Linked DNA regions of Mus musculus: regions 1, 2, 4, 5, 6 and 7 are each linked to region 3. The links are chromatin contacts, called in public ChIA-PET, Micro-C and promoter capture Hi-C maps. All regions are on one chromosome and are shown on one strand. The core of a region is the stretch at or near the end of the contact, and the rest is flanking DNA. Distances in the headings are between cores, read along the strand shown.

The links. Promoter capture Hi-C pulls out the DNA fragments that hold promoters and counts their contacts. Hi-C and Micro-C count contacts between places; a contact is called where the count stands out from the background. ChIA-PET counts read pairs in DNA pulled down with a chosen protein or histone mark.
Region 1: a contact with region 3 is called in a promoter capture Hi-C map of pre-B cells, with 2.8 times the contacts expected there. The contact joins the promoter of Prrc2c here to the promoter of Suco in region 3. A contact is called at or near these places in 5 of 39 promoter capture datasets (cranial neural crest, embryonic stem cells, hippocampal neurons and 2 more), 4 of 484 Hi-C or Micro-C datasets (embryonic stem cells, muscle stem cells, olfactory sensory neurons and 1 more), 4 of 115 datasets of contacts at active chromatin or transcription factors (astrocytes, bone marrow-derived macrophages, embryonic forebrain and 1 more) and 3 of 9 other capture datasets (adipose tissue, liver and pancreatic islet).
Region 2: a contact with region 3 is called in a Micro-C map of embryonic stem cells, with 12 times the contacts expected there. The contact joins the promoter of Vamp4 here to the promoter of Suco in region 3. A contact is called at or near these places in 5 of 39 promoter capture datasets (frontonasal cranial neural crest, hippocampal neurons, liver and 2 more), 6 of 484 Hi-C or Micro-C datasets (Sertoli cells, cerebral cortex, embryonic stem cells and 3 more), 6 of 115 datasets of contacts at active chromatin or transcription factors (astrocytes, bone marrow-derived macrophages, embryonic limb bud and 3 more) and 2 of 9 other capture datasets (adipose tissue and liver).
Region 4: a contact with region 3 is called in an RNA polymerase II ChIA-PET map of memory CD8 T cells, with 143 read pairs. The contact joins the promoter of Cenpl here to the promoter of Suco in region 3. A contact is called at or near these places in 3 of 39 promoter capture datasets (cranial neural crest, hippocampal neurons and pre-B cells), 3 of 484 Hi-C or Micro-C datasets (Sertoli cells, muscle stem cells and reprogramming fibroblasts), 5 of 115 datasets of contacts at active chromatin or transcription factors (astrocytes, cardiomyocytes, embryonic stem cells and 2 more) and 1 of 9 other capture datasets (liver).
Region 5: an RNA polymerase II ChIA-PET map of memory CD8 T cells shows a contact between it and region 3, with 5 times the contacts expected there. The contact joins the enhancer-like site here to the promoter of Suco in region 3. A contact is called at or near these places in 2 of 39 promoter capture datasets (hippocampal neurons and pre-B cells), 3 of 115 datasets of contacts at active chromatin or transcription factors (bone marrow-derived macrophages, memory CD8 T cells and pancreatic cancer cells) and 2 of 9 other capture datasets (adipose tissue and liver).
Region 6: a contact with region 3 is called in an RNA polymerase II ChIA-PET map of memory CD8 T cells, with 39 read pairs. The contact joins the promoter of Rc3h1 here to the promoter of Suco in region 3. A contact is called at or near these places in 1 of 39 promoter capture datasets (pre-B cells), 2 of 484 Hi-C or Micro-C datasets (both in embryonic stem cells), 2 of 115 datasets of contacts at active chromatin or transcription factors (astrocytes and memory CD8 T cells) and 1 of 9 other capture datasets (adipose tissue).
Region 7: a contact with region 3 is called in an RNA polymerase II ChIA-PET map of memory CD8 T cells, with 614 read pairs. The contact joins the promoter of Prdx6 here to the promoter of Suco in region 3. A contact is called at or near these places in 1 of 39 promoter capture datasets (embryonic stem cells), 9 of 484 Hi-C or Micro-C datasets (B cells, CD4 T cells, CD8 T cells and 5 more), 9 of 115 datasets of contacts at active chromatin or transcription factors (astrocytes, embryonic stem cells, extraembryonic endoderm stem cells and 6 more) and 2 of 9 other capture datasets (adipose tissue and liver).

What each region holds. Positions count from the first base shown.
Region 1 is chr1:162,739,252-162,741,951 of GRCm38.p6, forward strand. It overlaps Prrc2c (proline-rich coiled-coil 2C), which reads right to left and starts at 1,305. Exons shown (of 35, transcript NM_001081290.1): 1 at 1,074-1,305.
Region 2 is chr1:162,568,860-162,571,856 of GRCm38.p6, forward strand. Vamp4 (vesicle-associated membrane protein 4) reads left to right here and starts at 1,656. Exons shown (of 8, transcript NM_001356527.1): 1 at 1,656-1,921.
Region 3 is chr1:161,875,362-161,878,109 of GRCm38.p6, forward strand. Suco (SUN domain containing ossification factor) reads right to left here and starts at 1,321. Exons shown (of 24, transcript NM_001357402.1): 1 at 950-1,321. The coding sequence starts at 1,011.
Region 4 is chr1:161,069,282-161,072,153 of GRCm38.p6, forward strand. It overlaps Cenpl (centromere protein L), which reads left to right and starts at 1,486. Exons shown (of 5, transcript NM_001159930.2): 1 at 1,486-2,075. It overlaps Dars2 (aspartyl-tRNA synthetase 2 (mitochondrial)), which reads right to left and starts at 1,379. Exons shown (of 17, transcript NM_172644.4): 1 at 712-1,379. The coding sequence starts at 835.
Region 5 is chr1:161,194,361-161,197,066 of GRCm38.p6, forward strand. It overlaps the pseudogene Gm6185. Among named protein-coding and RNA genes, the nearest start is that of Tex50, 36 kb to the left of the region's middle. Within about 2 kb of position 1,316, at least 271 of the 459 cell types and tissues checked have an H3K27ac peak or open chromatin away from gene starts, as enhancers often do. A contact at or near this core is called in adipose tissue, bone marrow-derived macrophages, liver and 3 more, where this site is marked.
Region 6 is chr1:160,904,969-160,908,059 of GRCm38.p6, forward strand. It overlaps Rc3h1 (RING CCCH (C3H) domains 1), which reads left to right and starts at 1,443. Exons shown (of 20, transcript NM_001024952.2): 1 at 1,443-1,731.
Region 7 is chr1:161,249,904-161,253,032 of GRCm38.p6, forward strand. Prdx6 (peroxiredoxin 6) reads right to left here and starts at 1,307. Exons shown (of 5, transcript NM_007453.4): 1 at 1,119-1,307. The coding sequence starts at 1,213.

The DNA of each region.
Region 1 (2,700 bases), core at 55-2,554, 860 kb after region 3:
GAATCAATGCATTTGGAGCCAGCCAGAAAAGATGCTGCAGTGCATCTGTGACACACACCTAAAAATGGCTCCAGCCAAAGCAGCATCTTAATGACCAACATGGAAGCTTAAATCTACTTTTAAAAAATGCTAGAGGTCAGACGTGGTGGCCGCTTCATACCACCCTCTCTGTAACGTCTATTAGCGGGAATTGACTCCTGAGCACTCGATGAAGCAAGCATCTTCCGATTCTTCTGGTGCATTCCCAAAGAGAAACCCTAACAGGAGGGCCGCCTACTGTACAATTCTAAGTATCCTGCTGGGGTATGAATTTATGAACCGAGGTTGAAGACCAGCCAATGCGGAAATCCGGGTAGTTTTAAGAGTCAGGAATTACTAGGCAAGTTGGATCCCCCCACCCCAAAGATCTTGAACACACTTCAAACAAATATACATCCCCTTTAAAGAGATCAGAGCGGTCCTTATATGCAAAATCAAGCAAGAGTCCTCACTGGCTCCCATGCTATTTTTCTTCGGTCTTAACTAGGGTCTCTACTCTAGCAACCAGTAATACTAAACGCTCTCTCTGAAAATCAGGCAGCAGCCGAGCCGTATTCCCACAAATGCCGGGCTGGAGCGGCCTAGAGGGAGGAAAAGACTACTCAAATCCTCCAAGAAGTTGTTCAGCTTGTCCCCAGCGGAAGTGGGGTTCGTTGGTCCTGGGTCCTGGTAGAGCCTCTACGACCGCCCTGGACTACACACCGCTGGCTGCAAACGCCAGCCATCACCACAGGAGCATCCGCAGGCACTAAGAGCGCTCGGAGCCGCCACGGGCACCGTCCTCCACGCCGTGGAAAAACGGCGCGCGCAGGCCCCGCGCGGGCGGAGGCTCCCTCGGCCATCGCAGGGCCGCCCCGCCGCAGCACACGCCGCGCACATGGGCGACGAGCCCTGCTCCGGATCTCCGCGGACAGCACGACGCCGGGAGCCCAGGGAGAGACGCCGCGGGCCCCCAGGCCTGGCTCCAGCGCCCGTGCCTTCCCTCCCTCCTCCATCGGGCCTCTTCACGGTCCGGACGCCCTCGCTCTCCTTACCCGCCAGGGTTGAGAACCAAGTCTGCGCGCTTCCAAGGGGCTCGCCCCGGACGGATCAGGGTCAGGGGAGGGGAGATTGCCTCGAGAGACCGTCCGCAGGGCCGCTCGGTCCCGAAAGCCCGAGCCACCGCCGTACAAACCGCCAAAGCACTTTCGCTACCTCCTGAGAGGGTGAGAGCGAGCGAGAAAAAGAAGCAAGATGGCGGCTAGCCAGCCCCTACGTGCTACGTCATGACGTTGCGTACGTAAGGCAAATCTCCGCAAGACCGCCCCGGGGGGGGTGGAGGGGTTGAGGCTGCGGGGTCACGTGACAGCCTCCGCCGCTTCTCGACTGCGGCGGAGGGCAACGCTACCTCCTACTGGAAGGAGGGAGTTCGTCAAGCAGAGCCATTTCGGAGACAAAGCTTTTCCACCTGGGAAGATTCCAAAAACCTTGAGCCCTCCGTGAGGAATCACGACTTGGTTTGTCTCCGTGCATTGACAACAACTGATGGAGGAACATAAACGTTTACAACCTGCGCTTTGACCGAATGTTCTTAGGGGGGGGGGGGGGGCAAAGTGAGGGGCCATGGTGTGGTGGCAATTTGAGAAGACCGAAGTTACCTCGGAGTGAAAAAAATAATCCAAGTGTTAGGGACAAAAGCGACTGGCGTGCTTTGCTGAGGCCACCTTCGGCATTTGTAATTTTGGTGTAAAATAAGGCACTGTTTATTTCTGACTCCTCTGGCAATGTTTACCTCTTGGAACAACTACCTAACAGAGAAAACTAACAGTTAAGAGTCACTCATGCAGGCCGGGCCGTGGTGGTGTACGCCTTTAATCCCAGCACTTGGGAGGCAGAGGCAGGTGGATTTCTGAGTTCAAGGCCAGCCTGGTCTACAAAGTGAGTTCCAGGACAGCCATGGCTATACAGAGAAACCCTGTCTCGAAAGCCAAAAAAAAAAAAAAAAAAAAAAAAAGAGTCATTCATGCAGATGTTTACTAGGTAAGTGTATAGTAGAGACAAGGCAGTACCCGAAGTGAGGAAGGAAAATGATAATATTCTACCTGGGGGCTGAGCATGTACCTCAGTGCCGCGTAGTATCTTGTCACATATATGCAAGTCTCTAGGTTTGGTCTTCCTTTCCCCAACGGAAAGAAGGTAATCCACGAGTATGTGATATTTCTCTACTTTATGAGATATCTATAGTGTATAATAAATCCAAAGATTCTTGTCCTGGTCTGAGTAAACTCCTCCGCTTGCAACTGGCATGTATTCATGGGGTGATACCACAACGTTAGAACAACCATAAAATAATAGCGCAGTAACCACAAGTAACTTCTTCCCCAATTGACATTTGTGATCATTTGTTTTAGATTTTGTTTGCTTTGCATTTCTGGGGCTCGAATCTGGGGCTTGCCTTCAACATGTTAGGCAAGTGCTAATCCAACTGAACTATAACCCTTAGCCCCTTCAGAGACCTTCCAAAATGAGACATAATTTGCTGATTGATAGAACAGGACAGAGAGAGGCCTGTCTTTTCACCAAGAAAACACCTTGGTTATTTTCCCACAATCCATTAGAACCAGTCTTCTGTATCCTGGACTTGAAGTATCTTTCTTGAGCAATGCAGGATCCCTCCAACAA
Region 2 (2,997 bases), core at 406-2,905, 690 kb after region 3:
ATAGAACTCTCAGCTCCTCTCCAGCACCATGTCTGCCTGATGCCGCCATGCTGATAATGGACTAAACCTCAGAACTGTAAGCTAGCCTCAGTGAAATGATTTCTTTTATAAAGGTTGCTGTGGTTACAGTGTCTCTTCACAGCAATAGAACACTAAATAAGACAGATACTCACGCTGACCATAGAAATCACATTTCCTAAGTTTTCACAAATGCTAGTGATAGTCAAAGGGTCTCTCCCACATTACTAAAGAAGAGTGGGGGCATATGTTCCTGGCCCAAAAGCAATCAAAATAAGTAGCCAAATTAAGGCATTATGACTAAATACAAAGAAAAATAACAGATTACTCATAAGAATAATAAGGCATGTATGAATGACATGTCCATTGTAGCTCTACTATCGTATTTCCTTATGCTGTTAACAGACAAGGACATTAACTAGCTAAGGAAACAAGGCAAGGAAGTTCGGCATAGTAAGCAAATATACGGATAAAATCATCAACTGAAGGGGCTGGAGAGACGGCTCAGTGAGAAAAGGCACTTATCCTTCTTGTTAACGACCCAGGTTCAATTCCTAGCACCCACATGGCAGCTTGCAACAGCCTGTAACTCCAGTCCCAGGGGATTTGAAGTCCTCATCTGATCTTTAAGAGCATCAGGCATACACATAGTAGTGTATGCACATATATGCATGCAGCCAAAAACACCCATACACATAATAAATCTTTTAAAAACATTAAATAAATAGAAACAAACAAACAAAAGACCACCTCTGGGCTGTCTAGTGACTCCGTGATAATCTCACTACCATGCCCTGCCAGAGACACAGACTAAGATACCTTCTATCTGGGCAGGCCATTTCAGTCCAAGTCAGCCAAGTTGTGAGGAGAAAACTCTCAACCAGTGAGCCCAACAGCAACCCTAACTAAAGATCGGGTGAAAGAGGGCTTTCTCCTGGAATTTTCCTCCTCCGGTTTGTTTTCTTGTCCCTGAGCATCTTTTCTTATTTTTGTGTCTATCAAATAACTGGCAATATATTTCCCCACAGTTTAAAAACTCTTAACAAAGGACTAATAACCATTAAGCTTAAAAGACTTGGAGGAGGATAAATTAAAAAAAAAAAGAAAAGAAATACACATTTCTACAGTTTTGGACTAAGTCTATCAACGCCAGACTTCTTTAAATAAATATGTCAAGCAGAGACTGTAAAGGAGATGAATTATTGGCAGAATGGCAATGTAAGGGTGGTTTCCCGCCTGAATCCCTATGTTTGGATCCTGCCATTTAGGCTACAAGCAAAAGGAATGAAACTGAGTAACCCTCAGCAATTTTGTAAATGGTATCAGACAGATATTTTATCACATGCGGCCCCTTTTACTCAGGTCCCTCAGACAGCCCGCAAAGTAGCATCTTCTACGGGACCTACATCCTAGTCACCCTTTCAGCTCCAGTTGAAAGACTTCTCAGCGTTCCCTACTCATCCCATGTACAACCCACGTGCTCCTCCATCGGATCTGAACGTCACAACCCCGGGGGATTCTCCCGGGTTCAAGAAAGACGGAAGCGATCGACCCGCTCAGGGTCTCCATTGCCTGAACATGTCCCCTCCGCCAGAAGACAAGACCCGGAGCGCCGAGACGCTCGATCTCCGTTGCCTGAGCCTGCCCCCTTGCGCCCTCTCCAGGACTCGGAGTACCGAGCGGCTCGATCTCCCTCGCCTGAGCCCGCCCCCTCTGCCCAGCGCCAGGCGGCGGAGCGCCGAGTCGCTCGATGAGCGGGGGCGCTGCAGCAGAGCGGAGCGGTGGCGGCTCTGCGCCTTCGGCCTTCCCCCTCCCACCCTTCTTCCTCCGCTTCCCGCTCCCTCCCCCGCCTGCCCTGCGCTGCCAGCAGGGACTGCTGCCGGGAGCCCATCGGAGACCGCAGGTATCCCGCCCCGGCGCGCCTGAGCAGGCAGGAAGCCAGGCGACGCCCCTGCCTACCGCCCCCAACGTCCGCTGGGGCTGGGAACCGGCCTGCGCGAGGGTCGGGTCGCGAGTGGGGAAGGCCGGGGGCCCGGGGTGTCCTGAGGAAGGGGCGCGAGGACTGGGGAGGGGCTGGGGCGGCCGAGGAGCTTTGAGATCGAGTTGCCCTCCAGGGGGAGAGCTGTTCCCGAGGGGGCACCTGTACGGGGAGTCGGGGGCCAGAGTTCCGAGCAGATGTCGGGGTGCGTGGCCTGGGGTGGCGGCGGCGAAGGGAGCCGAGGAATTGGCCAGAGAGGCTCGCCTGAGGTCCTTCCTCGGGGGTTCGGAGAAAGCGCGCATCCCCGCTGTGCTTAGAATGACCCGGGGGTGGAGGTGAATCCTTACACGTAACAGGTTTTGCGAGTAAGATTTCCAGTCACGATTTGCGTGGAACTGTTACCAGCCGAGACTGCAGATGAGAAATGAGGAAGAACTGGCGAGGGGGATGGAGGCTGAGCAAAGGAAAGCCGTGCCCAGCCAGATTCGAGCTTTTTTAGCGAAATGAAATAGAGCTTGTTTTGTCGAGGTAAAAAGCCAGTGTAGATTAAACAACAGGTTAGAAGTGCGTTACATGTAAAGCCACGGAATAGAGAACGTACTACAGAAGATGCATACGAGAGATTTGAGCAAGCGGGGAAGTACACGTAAGAGTCGTGCGATGTTGACACTTCAGTGAACCGTGTGGTGTTCCATCCACGACGTGGAAAGACATCACGATGACTCTTACTACGTAGACACGTTAACGACAAGAATATTTTTGGTAGGAGGAACTGTAGGCAGAATGGAGTCAACTCTGATTTCTGAGTACAGTTTATTTACGCTACTTATTTTTAATCTGTAAATATCATTAGTTGCGGGTAGTTCCAGGGTAGCTCGTTTATCTATCTGCTGATTTGCTGGTGGTTTGTTTATTTGTCTAGCCTGAGTTTGCTTCCTTCCTCAAACTGATAGCTTGGATTTTAGAACTTGAATAAGAGGTTTACTCCTCATTACGTTTTA
Region 3 (2,748 bases), core at 71-2,570:
TCTACAACTTGAGCACCTCTGGATTCCATTACACCCATAAAAAAAAGGGAATTATTACTGGCGCTTTGAAGACATAAGGTAAATAAGAAAGTGTGTTTAGATTTTAGTATAAGAAGCAAAATCTCTTTAACACAAAGGCCATCACTTTCAGTCACCAAGTCTCAAGGCTCTTTGGGAATTCCTTCAGAAAGAATGGCTTTTCCAAGTACACCTTTAGCAATCCTTTGGTTCATAAGCTATGTCTGCTCCTGGACATCCAGAGATGTGCTTGAAATTAACTTGAACTCCATAGAACTTCAGAGAAAGGGACAGAGCGGGTCGCAAAAACCGTTTCCTTTCTAGTGCCAAAGAACATGCCCCAAAACTATGGCTGACTCCACATCTGTGATAATCCTCTCCCACCAGGCTAACCGAAAAAGGGCTTCATCAGGGATCCCGCCCGCCCCACGCCGCAGGGTTTCAAGGAGCAGCCCCAAAAGTACTATTGGTCAAGATTGTGCAAGACCTGACCAGAAGAACAACAGTTTAGACATTACTCTTACCCTCATGACGACTCACGTTTTCAAAATCACAGGTCCGGAACACATCACACCTGACTCGCCCCTGCCCTTACCTCATAACGAAAGCAAATGAACTGACAGCAAAACTGAGTAACTCACTCACTAGCTTTCTGAACACTACCCAAACTGCCCTAACTGCGGTGATGGGGTACCCGAGTACAAAGGCAAAAAGTGATCCCCAATATCCCCTTCTCTCCCTGCTGGAACTCTGCAAATTCCAAAACACAACTCGTAAACCACAAGAGGAAGAGCTGGGTGGCCGCTGTGTCCCTGGCTTAGGAGCAGGAGCACCAAGCAACCCAAAAAGCCGAGATGATTTGGGGGTGTGACCCGACCTACTCCCTCTTTCATCCCCACGGGAAGTCCCCAGAGGCCGGCCCCTTACTCACCAGACTAGAGAGCAGAGAGAGAGGCAGGAGACCAGGGCCAAGGCCCGCCGGTACTTCTTCATCTTCTCCTCCTTCTTCCCCCTGCCAGGAGGCGGCACATCCTCCCCACAGCAGCCACTGTCGAGGCCAAGATGGAGGAGCCGGAGCAGAAACGCGAGGATGGGACCGAGAGTCCGAAGAGCAGTGGGGCTTGGGGAGCGGTTCCGCAGCGGCTCGCGTCCCGGATGGCCTCCCCGAGAGGCCCACGGCAACGGGAATAGGGACGCTTCACAGGAGCGCTCGGGAGACTGCCGCCGCCGCCGCTCTGTCTGCCCGCTCGCCCGCGCCCGCCTCCTCCGGCCTTCGCCGCCACTGCCTCCCCATCCCCGCCCCGCCCGCCCGGGCCCTCGCTCCGTGCTGCCGGCGACCAACGGCCGCCGCGTACTCGCCTCTCAGCAGCCAATCCCCGGCCGGGCCAGCGCACCTCGCACTCCACTGAGCTGGGTGGAAGGAGACGCGTCACCCACGTCCCTCTCGGCTCGCGCTCCACAAGTCACAGCGCGGGCCACGCCCCCTCCGCTGACAAAGCTCCAAAACGCCACAACCGCCGCCCAACCTGCGCAGGTCCCACCCACTCGCTGGCGCTCGAACAGGAAGTCCTGTAACCCTCGGTCTTCCGCCTTTCAATGGCCTGCCCACTCTCGCTGGCACGCGCCGCCTCCGCGCACGGGTATCTGGGGCTTGTAGTCCTCCTGCCCGAACCCGCCTTTTTTTTTTTTCCTCCGTAGAACTCGCGGGTTTGGTTCTCGAGTTTTACACTTTCACTTCTCACCTTCAGACTGACTAGCTTTGTCATTTGTCATTGTTAAGTCTATAATTCTTCCTTGGAGCACAGTCATGGAACGGCCTGGAATGACTGGAGAGGGTCAGGAGAAAGCATGCTAATGCAATTTAAAAGTCGGTTTACCGGCAGTGGGTCGGGCTTACTGAGGTAGATGATGATTGGAAGGTAGAAAGAGGCGTGTCAACGTTTCCTCTCACATGATTGGCTGGGAAGGACTGAGCTTTTCTTTCACCTAAGTGAGAATTCCTACCTGCCCGCCAGATTCCTAAGATAGAGCTTTAGTGTTCTTTTTTGTTCTTTTAATTTCGGGCTGTGGGTTTGCTGCTGCAAGGCAGAAAAGACACTACGGACTCTCGGCGTCTGGAAGCAGAGAAAGCGAACTCCTACACATACTTGCTGTGAACAAGAAAAAAAAAAAGAAGTGGTGTTCACAGATGGAGACCCCAAAATCTGTAAAAAGCTGAGGCCCAGAATCCTACTTAGGGAGCGTTGGTGTGCAATCTCAGAATGCTTTGTGGCTACTGCCAGACATCTCTTCAAGTAGCTTACTGATCCTGAAAGACAGCAGTTGGAAGAGACTAGACTTTTGGCCTCTTAGTATAGCAGTTCCTTCCTCTAAGTCTCCCGTGTGCCTATTTAACATATCAAAGCAGAACTGGCTGCCACGTTCTCCCAGCATTCTTCAGTCTCTACCAGTTAGTTGCAGGATTCTTCTCATCAGCCCCTACTCCAAACTTCTCCAGCCCAGGGGCTGGGCAGCCATTCCCTCATGCACCCTTCCCTATATAATCCAGCCATTTTGGTTACCTGGCCCTTTTGGTCTGCCCTTTACCCTCCTGGCCTCTTGATCTCCTGGTCTCCTGGCTCTCCTTGCCTCCTCCACTTTCCTCACATGGCCCCTGCTCAGGTTCGTATTCACTCTGGACTCGTCCAGATGCCCCTGTCTCTGGCTATGTCTCCCTTGTATAAACCTCCT
Region 4 (2,872 bases), core at 236-2,735, 810 kb before region 3:
TCAATGGGTGAAGTTGTAAAAATTTTAAATTAGATGTGTGTGTGTGTGTTTATGTGTGCGTACCCACAGGTATGTGGGCTCACATGCCACGGTGCCCCTGTGGAAGTCAGAGGACAACTTGTTGGATTCTGTTCTCTTCTTCCATTCACAGTGTGAGTTTTGGGAGTCAACTCTGGTACTCAGGCTTGGCAGGAAGTGCCTGAAGCCACTGAGCCATCTTGTAGGTCTGATGTAGTTTATAAAATAGCCTAGATTATACAATATCCCTATTGTGTTTACCTGCACAAGTGTCAAGGCCCAAGCAAATAACTGCCCCAAAGGAAAATTTTGCCTTCTGTTTAAAAATCTAAACCTTGTACATAAACTAGCACTTGAAGGGACATAAAATGGTAGCTGTCCATTTTGGTAAGTGACATATAATTTTAGAAATTACCTGCTTGACAGTGCAGTTAGTATTTAACTTTAGTACAAGTATAGTTTATAACAATCATTTGTAAATCAATAAACTATTAGAAAAGATTTTATTTAAATTATTACTTTAGTTTTTCTACTAATAGTATACACTACACAGGCTATCTACTTTTTTTTTATAATCAAGGGGGGGACCTTAATTATAACTAATCAAGAGAATGAATGACCTGGTATTAAAATGCAGTTAGAATCAGGGAAACAAGCTGTCAAAAACAGGCGGAAGCTCGTAGCTGCCTTCACCTGGAATTCTTTGTGAACTCAACGCCAGATTTCTGGAAAGAGAACCCCAGATTGGCCGCATGGTCTTCCCGATGGGTCTGGATAAACCCCTGCATAGACGACTTAACCAAAAACCAAGATACATGTTGAAGTCCCGGGATCCGGAGAGACAATCACGAATCCCACGCTGCAGGTGTGGTGGTGCTCAAAACTCGGTTTTCGGAATACCTGGGAACCCTTAAAATTCTAGTTCCCACGCAAATGCATCCAGACCCTGCTCCGCTGAACGTTCTAGTATCTACAAAGTAGATTGACCTGCAAGGTCTCCAGAGACCTTAGGTGAGTGGGTAGGGGGAAAGCCTTTGCTTCCTTCAGTGCATCAGTTCCCACTTTAATTAAACAAGGCTGAGCCCCGAAGATGCCTCAACAGCAGCGCCAGTGCCAGAGCGCCCCAGCCGGAAGGCCGGCCACCAGGCGCGCGTCCTCCCTTTATTCCCACGTATCTCGAAGGTGACCAGGGCATAAGCAGAAATATAAGGAGGTGCAGCCTCGTGTTTCAACTTTCCCAAACCTGGCGGCCCATCCTGGATTTTCCTGAAAGGTGAAGACGAACAAATCCAAACAGCTCTGAGGTTCAAACCCAGACACAAACCACATCCACAAGCCAGTCCCTCTGACGCCCGGCGAGCGCCAAAGTTACGCAAGGATTCCGGCCAATCAGGACGAGGGCGCCTCCGCCATGTTTATTGTGGGCGGCAGTATGCGGGAAAGTTTCGCACCGGTTGGAAAACGGAAGAACAACGCGGCGCAATAGGGGATTGGGAATTTGAGGCTATTGATTGAAGCCTTCCAAGCCTTGCCCTCAGTTAAAATGACGACTTCAGTTGCTTTCAGTTACGTGAAATCGGAGGGCCACAGGCGAGGCTTTCCGAGTCGGCCGCAGGGCAAGTCGGGAAATGATTTTAAACTGGAGGGCGTGGCGTGTGTGGAAAAGCGCCTAGACGAGCGGAACTTTCAAGTCTACCTTTGATCCCCGGAGAGCTCCGGAGAAGGGTCTTTGGGGACTCCCTGTTTTTCGTGGGCCGGCGCCAGCTTCCGAAGAGCGAGGATCATAGAGCCGGGCAGCTTGGGAAGCCGAGCTGTCTCTCCCGGGGGAAGTCGCAGGTCTTGCTCGAGCCTGAGGGAAGCTAGGTTCACTCCAGGACTCCTGATGTCTCTTCTGAACTCACCGGGGATTGCTTCGGTTCTCTCTTAAGCAGTCATTTTGGCCACTTTCTTCTTCTTAAAAAACCAAAACCTTTCGTCTCGACGTAGTCTTGGAGCAAAACTTGAAGGATGATTCGTGAATCCGGAGTGGATGACAGTGTCTTTACGACATAGTTTTGGTAAGAGCTTTTGGGTCCTCGACTGGCCGTGTACTGCATTTCTTTCTGTTGTGTGACTGTTGTCTTTGCAATGCTTTTGTGTATTTAAGATGTGTACAAACGGAAGCTAACGTCAACGTGAGCGTTAGTATGGGAGCAGTGGGTTGACTTTTGTGGCAATATTGCAGTGACTAACTCAGGGACTTTCTTCATGGACTAACCACAAGAAAAACTACTGAGTTTTAGTTGTGTGTTAGGAACTGAGTACAAGAGAATTTGATGAGAGATATAGTTCCGTGGATACTAGAAAGAGGCTGATAGGACCCTTTGCCACGGGCATAAGAGTCAAAGGAGGCGAAGAATTGAGAAATTCGTAGAACCTTTCCCTCCAGTCACCTGGCAACATAGCAGCGTACTTACTAATAGGGTCGTTTGAGGAGTGAACAGTAGTACCAGATATGTCCCAGGACTAGGGAGGCTGAGGCAAGAGAATTGCCGTGAGTTCTAGGCCAACCTGGGCTACACAGAGAGACTGTCACTCGATATAAACAAAACACCCCCAAACAAAAGAATATTCGTTAAAGGCTTAATCTTTGTTAAGTGCTTACAAACATGCCTGAAAAGTAATGTATACTTAGCAGTTATTGTACTAGTTAGCCTACTTTAAAGAAAGATTCTGTATAAACAGAACTGATGAAGACTCCTATCTAAATAGCAAACAAGTGGGGAGAAGAACGGGAGGAGGTGGTGGCAGAGGGAAGACGCTGCCTTCTGAAGGAAAGTTCAGTTGATGGAAGATTTTTAACAGAGGGGTTCGG
Region 5 (2,706 bases), core at 66-2,565, 680 kb before region 3:
GTTGGTGGAAATCAGGTAGATAATTTTAAAATGGCTTATTAGCACGCATTAACCATGTAACGGGCTTAGTTATGCTTTCATGATGTGTTTCAATCGTATCCACTCCTGTTAGTCTCTCCTGTCTCTTTCCCCACACTCCTTGTTCCTCTCTGCAGCCAGCCCTCCTGTCTAATGTCTTTCTGTGTGTGACCTAAGGAGTTTCATTGGGATTGTTTACCAGCGTGTAAGTGGGGGCTCACTTACATCCCTGGGGAAGTCTACATTAAGTAGATTTATCAGACTCTCACAGGGCACTCTGCCTGAGGAAGAACAGGCCCCCTGTTTACAAACCAGAGTGCAGTCAGTAAAAAAACAAAACAACACAGACAAACAAGCCAAAACCCAGATGGTTAACTCACGTTTTTCTTTCTCCCCTTTCTCTCCTTTCTTTTATGTTTAGAGTTACACATAATCATCGGACTCAGCTTTGATGTTTTTGGAAGCACCATATGTGGCTATTGGTGTACGAGAGTCATCCAGATTATATTGACCGACCTCTTTAGCAACACACTGACGAACGTTGTTCTCTGTTTCTCACTGGTGTACATGACGTTTTACCTTGGTAAGGCAAACAAACACAAGAACTGCCATCCTACTAGAGAGCCTGGGAGTCCTGGTTTGCCCTGCTCCTTTCCCCTGCTTCATGTCTTCCTCCTGTCTGTTACCACCCCCCACCCACCCACTTGTGTTTTGTCACATCACCTCTCTGTCAGATCTAGTTCTCTCCTGGCCTCTCATTGTAACCTCATGTCTTTGCGCTCCTATGTCTGGGTACTCTTAGCCCTTTGAGCTCTATTCTCTAACCCTACAGTAAGTCCATGGCAGTGCCCTAGAAGCGGAATCGTCATGGAGTTGTTTCTGTCTGGACTCTTGAGCTGCTCACCCCATAAAATGGGAAAAGTTGGCGGAGAAGTTCCCGAGGGCTTTCCAAGCTCGTCATCCTTCACTCACTAGACTAAAAGGTCCTTTCAAATAGCGATCTTTTCTTGAATCTAGAAGGTGGGAAACGAGAGTGGGGAGATCAAGAGTGCTTGTGTCAGGAAGAGAAGCTGGGGCATCGGGTAAGTTGCAGGAGTAACTGTACCCAGCCCCAGTGGGCCTTCCGTTAGTTCAGTTTTGTAAAATTGGGACTTGAGGTGTTTCAGCTCCCAGGAACCATATTAACTATGACCAAACTGCTTTTGCTCCCCTCATACACTGGAGCAACTTTAACCAATGAAGATCTCAGCCGTCTCTTACACCTCTAGCTAAGGAAAGGCAGTTTTCTTTTTCCTGTAGATATATCGCCACCTAGTGGTTGCTTACTGCCCTGAGCCAGTCAAACTAGCGAAAACATTCACGGAATGCTCGTTTCCTTCAGCTTTATTTCTTTGCTCCTTTGTGAAAGTTTTGTGGATGCCTTACTTCAGTTTTTCCACCTCCCTACCAGACTGTGAGCCTCTTGAATATGAGTGGCGCTCATAGTCAGCTCTTCACTCGATTAGTTTTTCCTCCTTTCAGCCAAGCTTAGAGTTGGTCAAATGCCCGACAGTAATTTAATACGTGCTGATCGAATGAACCAACATTCCTTCTCAATGTGTTTTTGAGTAGACAGAATCCAGATATACTCCGTCAATCAGCAACGTTGGGAAATACTTAGCCTCTTTAAGCTTGTCTCTTCTATACAATCGGTCTAACAATACTCCATTTGTGTAAGGCACTGCATGCATTAATGAAGCTTGCTATGCTTGTGAGCTGCGGCTACCCTAGGGACTGGCAAGAGCTCCTTGTGTACACAGCTCCTCCCACCTCCTTCTGAGTGACAGTTGTTCCTGGAGGGGGGCGGGGCGTGTCTCTCTCCCCAATCCCAGACACTTGTTTTTGAGCCTTTGCCAGCTCCCTACTGTGTTCAAGACAGGGTGGCTCATAAATGCTGGTTCATTTCTTCTTCCTAATAGGAATGGAGGTGTTTGCAGCCAATATTTGGTGTCCCCTTAGACAGATTAAATGGATGATAGCCAAGGGCAGAGTGCCAGGACCGGGTCGCAGAAGGCGTTTCAGCCTCCCTTTCACGTTAGAGGATTCCCAGCCCAGACACACACGTTTTCGAGTTGGGATGGGACTCTCACATAATTAACAATACAAGTTCCTTATTTTCATTTATCAATATAACCAAAAATGTTCCGTCACTTTGGCTCAAGTCATTGAAACACAGACATGGGGCTGGCGAGATGGCTCAGTGGTTAAGAGCACCGACTGCTCTTCTGAAGGTCCCGAGTTCAAATCCCAACAACCACATGGTGGCTCACAACCATCCGTAATGAAATCTGATGCCCTCTTCTGGAGTATCTGAAGACAGCTACAGTGTACTTACATATAATAAATAAATAAATAAATCTTAAAAAAAAAAAGAAATGGAAATTGGTAGTCAGTAACTTTATAAAAAATCAATTTCTTGAATGTGTTCAGAAATATATTTGAAGTCATGCTAAGAACTGATGCAGTTAATTACAAGAATAAGCTTTATTTAAAAAAAAGAAACACAAACATTTGATAAAAATGTGTTTAAAACTCAGCAAGAATATATATGATAATAAATAAATCAAGATCATATACATATGTGTATATATATATATATATATATATATGTATATCAGACAAAAATAAGAACTAGCATGTACTCAAAGA
Region 6 (3,091 bases), core at 193-2,692, 970 kb before region 3:
GCCTACAGAGTGAATTCCAGGACAGCCAGAGCTACACAGAGAAACCAAGAAAATAAAAAAATTAAAAATGAGGTGAGAGACGAGCCCGTGAACGTGCTCCAGGCCACCCTGGTCTCAAAGCAAGAGCCTGTCTCAAGAACCAAAGCCTGGCCAGGTATGGCTAGGTGGCCATACCTATAATCTGAGCTCTCAGGGAGCAGAGGTTCAGAACTTCCAGGTCAGTCCAGGCTCCAGGATTTTCTGTTCCGGGAATAAAACAAACCCAGCCAAACCAAAACAACAACAAACAAACAATCAAACACCCACGGGGAAAAAAAAGAAACCAAAACAAAGCCCAAACAAGCCCAACAGCCACCCAGTAATTGTTTCTTGTGAGATGTGGAAGTAATTTGTTTGTTTGTTTTAAATCGATGTTGGTGAGTTTACAGTGAAGAAAGGACAGTCTGGGCATGGGGCCCATGCCTTTAATTCCTTCACTTGGAAGACAGAGACAGATGGAACTCTTGTGAGTTCAAAGCCAGCCTGGTCTACAGAAGAATTTCTAGGATAGCCAAGGGTATATAATAGAGAGACCCTGTCTCAAAAACAGAACAAAAAAAAAAAAAAAAAAAAAAAAAGAAAGGACAGAACAACAAATTCTCTGCTTTCACAGACAAAGCAGGAAGCAGAAGGAGAGCGGGGAGCATTTTATGGTGTTGACTTGAGGACAGTTTTAATGTGAAAATTAGAATATAAATTTAATACTATATAGTATTAGAATTCCGTTTCTTTCGGTTCTCCAGAATTTGGCTAAACCGAATTATGTCGAAGATGTGTGCACACACACCCCACAACACAGGGTACTGGAAAGGGGTGGGATGCAAAACAGATACAAGAGGAAGAGTCCAGAGCTTAAGAGAAACGCCATCATACACACACACACAGACACAGACACACACACACAGACACACACACAGACACACACACACAGACACACACACACACACACACACACACACACACACACACACACACACACACACAAGCGCGAGTGAGGCTGGGGAGAGGTAGCATATAAGAAAAAAGATGCTAGAGTCGAGGAAGAGTCCAGACCTCAGAAAGTGACAAGCTCAGAGGCAGCGCGAGACTCCATAGGAGTGAGCTTACGGGAACCGCCTGGCCTCTTGCCTGCCAGCACCAAAGGCACTGTGGCCACAGGCCAGGCGGGTGGCCCGGGAGGAGGTGGGACAAGTTTCTCCACTCGGGGCGCGACAGCGCTCGAGACACGGGCGGGGCGCGTCGCCCGCTCCCGACAGGGCGTTGGGGCCGGTGACTCAGAGCTTTCCTCCCGGCCCCGCCCTCAGACGACCACGCCCCACCTCGTTAGCCACGCCCCGCCCCGTTGGCCACGCCCCATGAGGAGGAGCCTCGCCTTCATCTCCGCCCCAGTCTCGGGGCGGGCCGGAGTCTGAGGAAGAGGAAGGGGACGAGGACAACGAGCGACGGGCGGCGGAGGACGCGGAGGAGGAAGGGGAGGCCGACCAACAAGATGGCCCCTGCTGCAGGAGCAGCCTCAGCAGCAGCAGGTGGGGGGCTGGAGGCGGCGCTGGCGGTGGCGGCTACGGCCGTGGTCCGGCGGCCTGGGACAGAGTCAGAGTCGATGGTGGCAGCGGCGGCGGCGGCGGCTGCCGCGACGGTGGCGACGGCCGCAGGGACTCGGAGCTGAGAGGAGCTGCTGCTCGGACCAGAGCGGTGAGCAAGTGGCGGTCGGCAGTGTGGGGAGCGGGGCGGCCGCGGCCGAGAACAATAGGCAGCGACTGCGGGGATGGGGCTGTCCTCACCCGCCCTGCGCTCGGGACCGGCCCCAGGGCTTGTCAGTGGCCGGCGTCCTTTAGGCCTCAGGCCTCCGCGTGCCTCCCGGAGGGCCTGCCGGGGTAGGTAGGCCGAGGGGCGGTGCGGACGCCGCCCTGGACGCCGGGAAGGCTGGGGAGGCTGGGGCGGGAGCGGGGGGTTGGGGGGGTCCGAGGCTGACTGGTTCCGAGGTCCCTCGGAGGACAGCGGGCGGGCGGTGAGTTTGCTCGCAGGAAATGTTGTTTGGACCCCTGTCTGTGCGGTGGGGGAGGGAGTAGGCGCCTGTAAACAGCCGCCGCTCCTGCCTAGCTGCCAGGCGTGGCTGCTCCCTCCCCAGCCCCCTTCCTCCCTTGGCCAAGTGGGTTTTAGGGTGTCGGTTTCCCAGGAGTTCCTGGAGATAAACCCTATTGGCCAAGACGAAACCATGTGCAGGTGCCTTTTTCAAAAAGACTATAAGTGTACAACAACAAAAACACACAAAATGTGGTTGTTGGTAAAGGATGGAGTAGTAAGGGGTGGACCTTTCCTAACAAGGTTCTAAACATCAGGTCTCTGTAAACACCACGGTACTCACATCCCAGGTCCGAGGGAGCTAGCCGAAACAAGGGCTCTTTTTGAAGCAGCAATAATGTAACTCTTGACATCCCAGAATAGTCCGTGAAACTGGAAACAAAGCCACTTATTGGCAGCACGGAGACAGATTGTTAAGGTTTGAGCGGAACTTTTCTAACTAGCCATTTTGAATTGTGTACAGCAGAGGCGATATCATTAACCTCTTTGGTATCTGCTGGAAGCACTTAGGACAGAGAAGTGGTTCATCTGTCTCCCTTAGGAGTTCATGTGTCTGTCTCATATTCTAATCATTTTTTTTCCAGTTTGTCCCAAAATTTGGAGAAGATTCTTTTTTCTCTGTTTGAAATTTCATATTTAAAGCCTACTTTCTAAGATTTCCAATACTTTTAGCCTGCCGTTATGCTTGCCTGTGAATCCTAGCACTCAGGAGGCTGAGGCAGAGTATCCTGATTTGACAAGACTTGTATCAAAAAACTAATTCAGCCAACAAAATGCCAGACAATAGAAACTTTTACTGATAGTTTTCAAAAAACAAAAACCAGTTGTGGTTCTGTTTTAAGTGGCTAGGCTTAGGATGAGACACCTCATTTTATGTTAGTATGCTATACTGCAATAATATCTTTATACTTAAAAGTTAGCTATTTCTCCTAAATGTAATTTTTCTAGGCATTTACCACATACATTTTCA
Region 7 (3,129 bases), core at 57-2,556, 630 kb before region 3:
TCATAAACTGCTCTGTCCTCACGTACATACATACATACATACATACATACATACATACATACATACATACTAGATACGAAAAGGACACAGACAGACCCAAGAGTTTGTTTATTCAGTGTCATTGGGCACTGAAACTCCAGAACCACAACATAGCCTGACGCGTATGCAAAAAGCGGACTGAAACTAAGCATCTTACAATGTGTGCATTCAGGAGCTGTAAAACTAAGACAAAATCGGTGCATACCTAGCCACTGTGGCCACCACTGTTGTTATCAGCAGCAAGGCCAGGCGCTGATGCAAAGCAGAGGGGGAGGGGACCACTGGGAAACAAAAGAGTCTCCAAGTGGGGAGGCACACGTGTCCTAGCCTTGGAATGGCCTAGAGTGGCAAAATGGTCGCAGCCTTTCCCTCAAAGCATTGCTTCTTCTAGAATCACGGTCACGCCTACAGAGTGTTTCTGGGTGCTCCCAAAGCTGTTACATATAATCTTATTTTTGACCTCTGAAGGAGGCTCTGGACAAAAAGTCTTTTGGCTACTTACTTGGCACCGTAGTTTTGTTTTGTTTTTTAATTCAGAAGTCCGCAAACACTCCCCGAAGTTAAGAGGAACCCAGATAACGTCGGGACAGCCCTTAATTTGTGGCTGTGTGCTCTAACTTTGACCTTAGGCACCCACCTTCCGCAAGGTACAACTTCTAGAGCGGCAGGAGGGCGGGCAGTGCGACCCTGGGCAAGCGTCCCGGGAAATGACCTCAAACACCGAGCAACCCTGCCCCACCTCCCCTGGGCTTTCAGATCGACCCCGACACAAACCCAACACTGTTTACAAAACCAGGTTAAACAGACAACAAACCGTCCTCGGCAAGGACCTCCTTTCCCATGCCAGGCCAGCCACGCTGGGTCAGGGAAGGATCCGCTGATCGGCGTAGGGCCGGGCAGAGGTCGCAGGTCCCCAGCAATGCCCGGTGATGCTCGGCAGGACCCCGGCGGCGGGCACGTGCGGGAACCGGTGAGGGGCTAAGCCAGAGACCCGCCGCGGCCGAGCGCAACCCGGAAAGAAGCGAGGCAGGTAGCTCTGGGGACCCGTCACCTGGCAGGGCAACGCGGTGGCCACTTACGAATCTCCCAGGAAATCGTGGAAGCGGATGCGGCCGATGGTGGTATTGGCCTCAAAGTTGGGGGCTTCGTCCCCGAGAAGCAACCCTCCGGGCATGGCGGCAGTGGTGACGCTGAGAACAAGGAGGCGCAGCCGCAGCAGTGAGCAGCGGGCGGGCTCCTGCGGAGACCTAGATCAGTGCTGGCCGAGTGGGCGGGGCTGGGGCGGGGCTGGGGCGGGGTGGGGCGACCGCGAGTCTGGCGGCTGCGGTTCTTCACGTGGAGCTTGCAGGCAAGGGAGATTCTGGAGCTAAAGAAGGCCACGTGCAATAGGAAGGAAGCGCAAGACCGAGAATTGCGGGGACTTGTAGATCTGGCGGCTCTGCAAAGATGCTCTAGGAGAAGGCGGAATTAGCGCAAATCCTCTGACATTCTCACCCCTGTTGGACTTACAATTTAGAGGTCTTGGGGTATAGCCCTCTTTTACTATGAGCATCTAGTAGTTGGCTGAATGACTGACTACTCAGCCAACCTGGGTTTCAGAAGTTTTTCAGGATGTGGCAAGAACCAGACTTGTGACGTGGGCTAAGTCAGAGGAAGTGGCTTTCTTATTGCAGCAAACATTCTGTACCAATGTCAATAAGAGGGCAATGGAAAGAACCGTTTTTTTTTTTTTTTAAATTTTGCCTCCCCATTCCTGGAGTTCCTTATAAAATGCTCAACACATTATTCCTAAAGTTTAAATATAGGTTTCACAACAGGCTTCTTGAGATCGAGTGTATGCAAGTGAATTCCCACCTGAAGAAATGGGACATTTTGATCCACTGACTTCCTATTTCCTAAGCACAAAGTGGAGAAAGATGCCTGCCCTTATTAGAGACAGATGGCAGACATTCTGCACAGAAACCAGAATCTGTTAGAAGCTCAGCCTGGTGATCGCAAACCAGAAACCCCAACTACTCTGGAGAAAGGAGAAGGACTGTAAATTCTGAGCTACAGAGGAAGTTCAAGGCCAACCTGGGGAACTTAGAGTCTGTCTCAAAATAAAGGGGAATGAGGAAGCAGGTGTGCGGCAGGATGCTTGACTGGAGTGTGGGAGGCCCTAGGTCCAATCGCCAGCGCTAAGGTGTGGTGGAGGACAATGTATTAGAAAGCCCCGAGTCCTAGCTGGAGAAACTAAAGCGAGTTTATGTAAGTTAAGTGAGGCTACCTGGAGGTCAGCTTCAGATTGTGTGGCCCAGCCTGGGGAAGCCTGCAGGACAGTAGACTACTTAGAACATGGCAGGTGCTCTCAGAGTGGTAGCTATTATTAGATGACACAATTCACGCAGTAACTCTCACTTTCCTTATTGCTAGCTAGACACCGTGCGAGGCCTGATGTGAGACATAGTCCCAGCTCTTACAGGAAAAGTGCAGTTATGATATCATGTAAGGTGATATGGACAGGGGAGCTGTGAGTGTTTGTTGTTCGGTGTGAGGAATCCTCTGGAACAGACTCAACGGATTTAAAGGAAAGCGTGTGGCGGTGCTGAGTGCAGCGACCCACTGTACCCTGCGTTTTCATCATGGTGATAAGCCCTGTCTTTGTGTCTGCATGCATACTGGTCTTGCCTGCTTCACAGAGATTACTGCCATGCGTTTTAAAGTTAAGGTAACTTAATCTCTAGCTTGACTCCACCCTTCTGTTTTGAAAGCACGTATCTTCACTTTATTTATTATGTATTTTCACAGTAGGGAAGCAGGGTAGCTTGACCTTAAGGAACTATAAGCAGTGTTGCAAAGATGGGCTAAAAATCAGATACACCACAATAAAGAGACTGGATGCAGACTCAAAGTGGCTGATCTCTATCAAAGGCATAATTACATAGCCACCACTTTAAACTAAGCGAGTATAGTAAGATAAACACCTATTCCAATCTATAGTGCCAGAAGTAGCCTGCTGGTGGTGATTTAGTAACCGTGCTCTAGCCTTGGCAAAAGTTGGAATTCTTTAAAGGTAGAGATTAACATGTCTGTTTGCTTGATTGTTTTTCA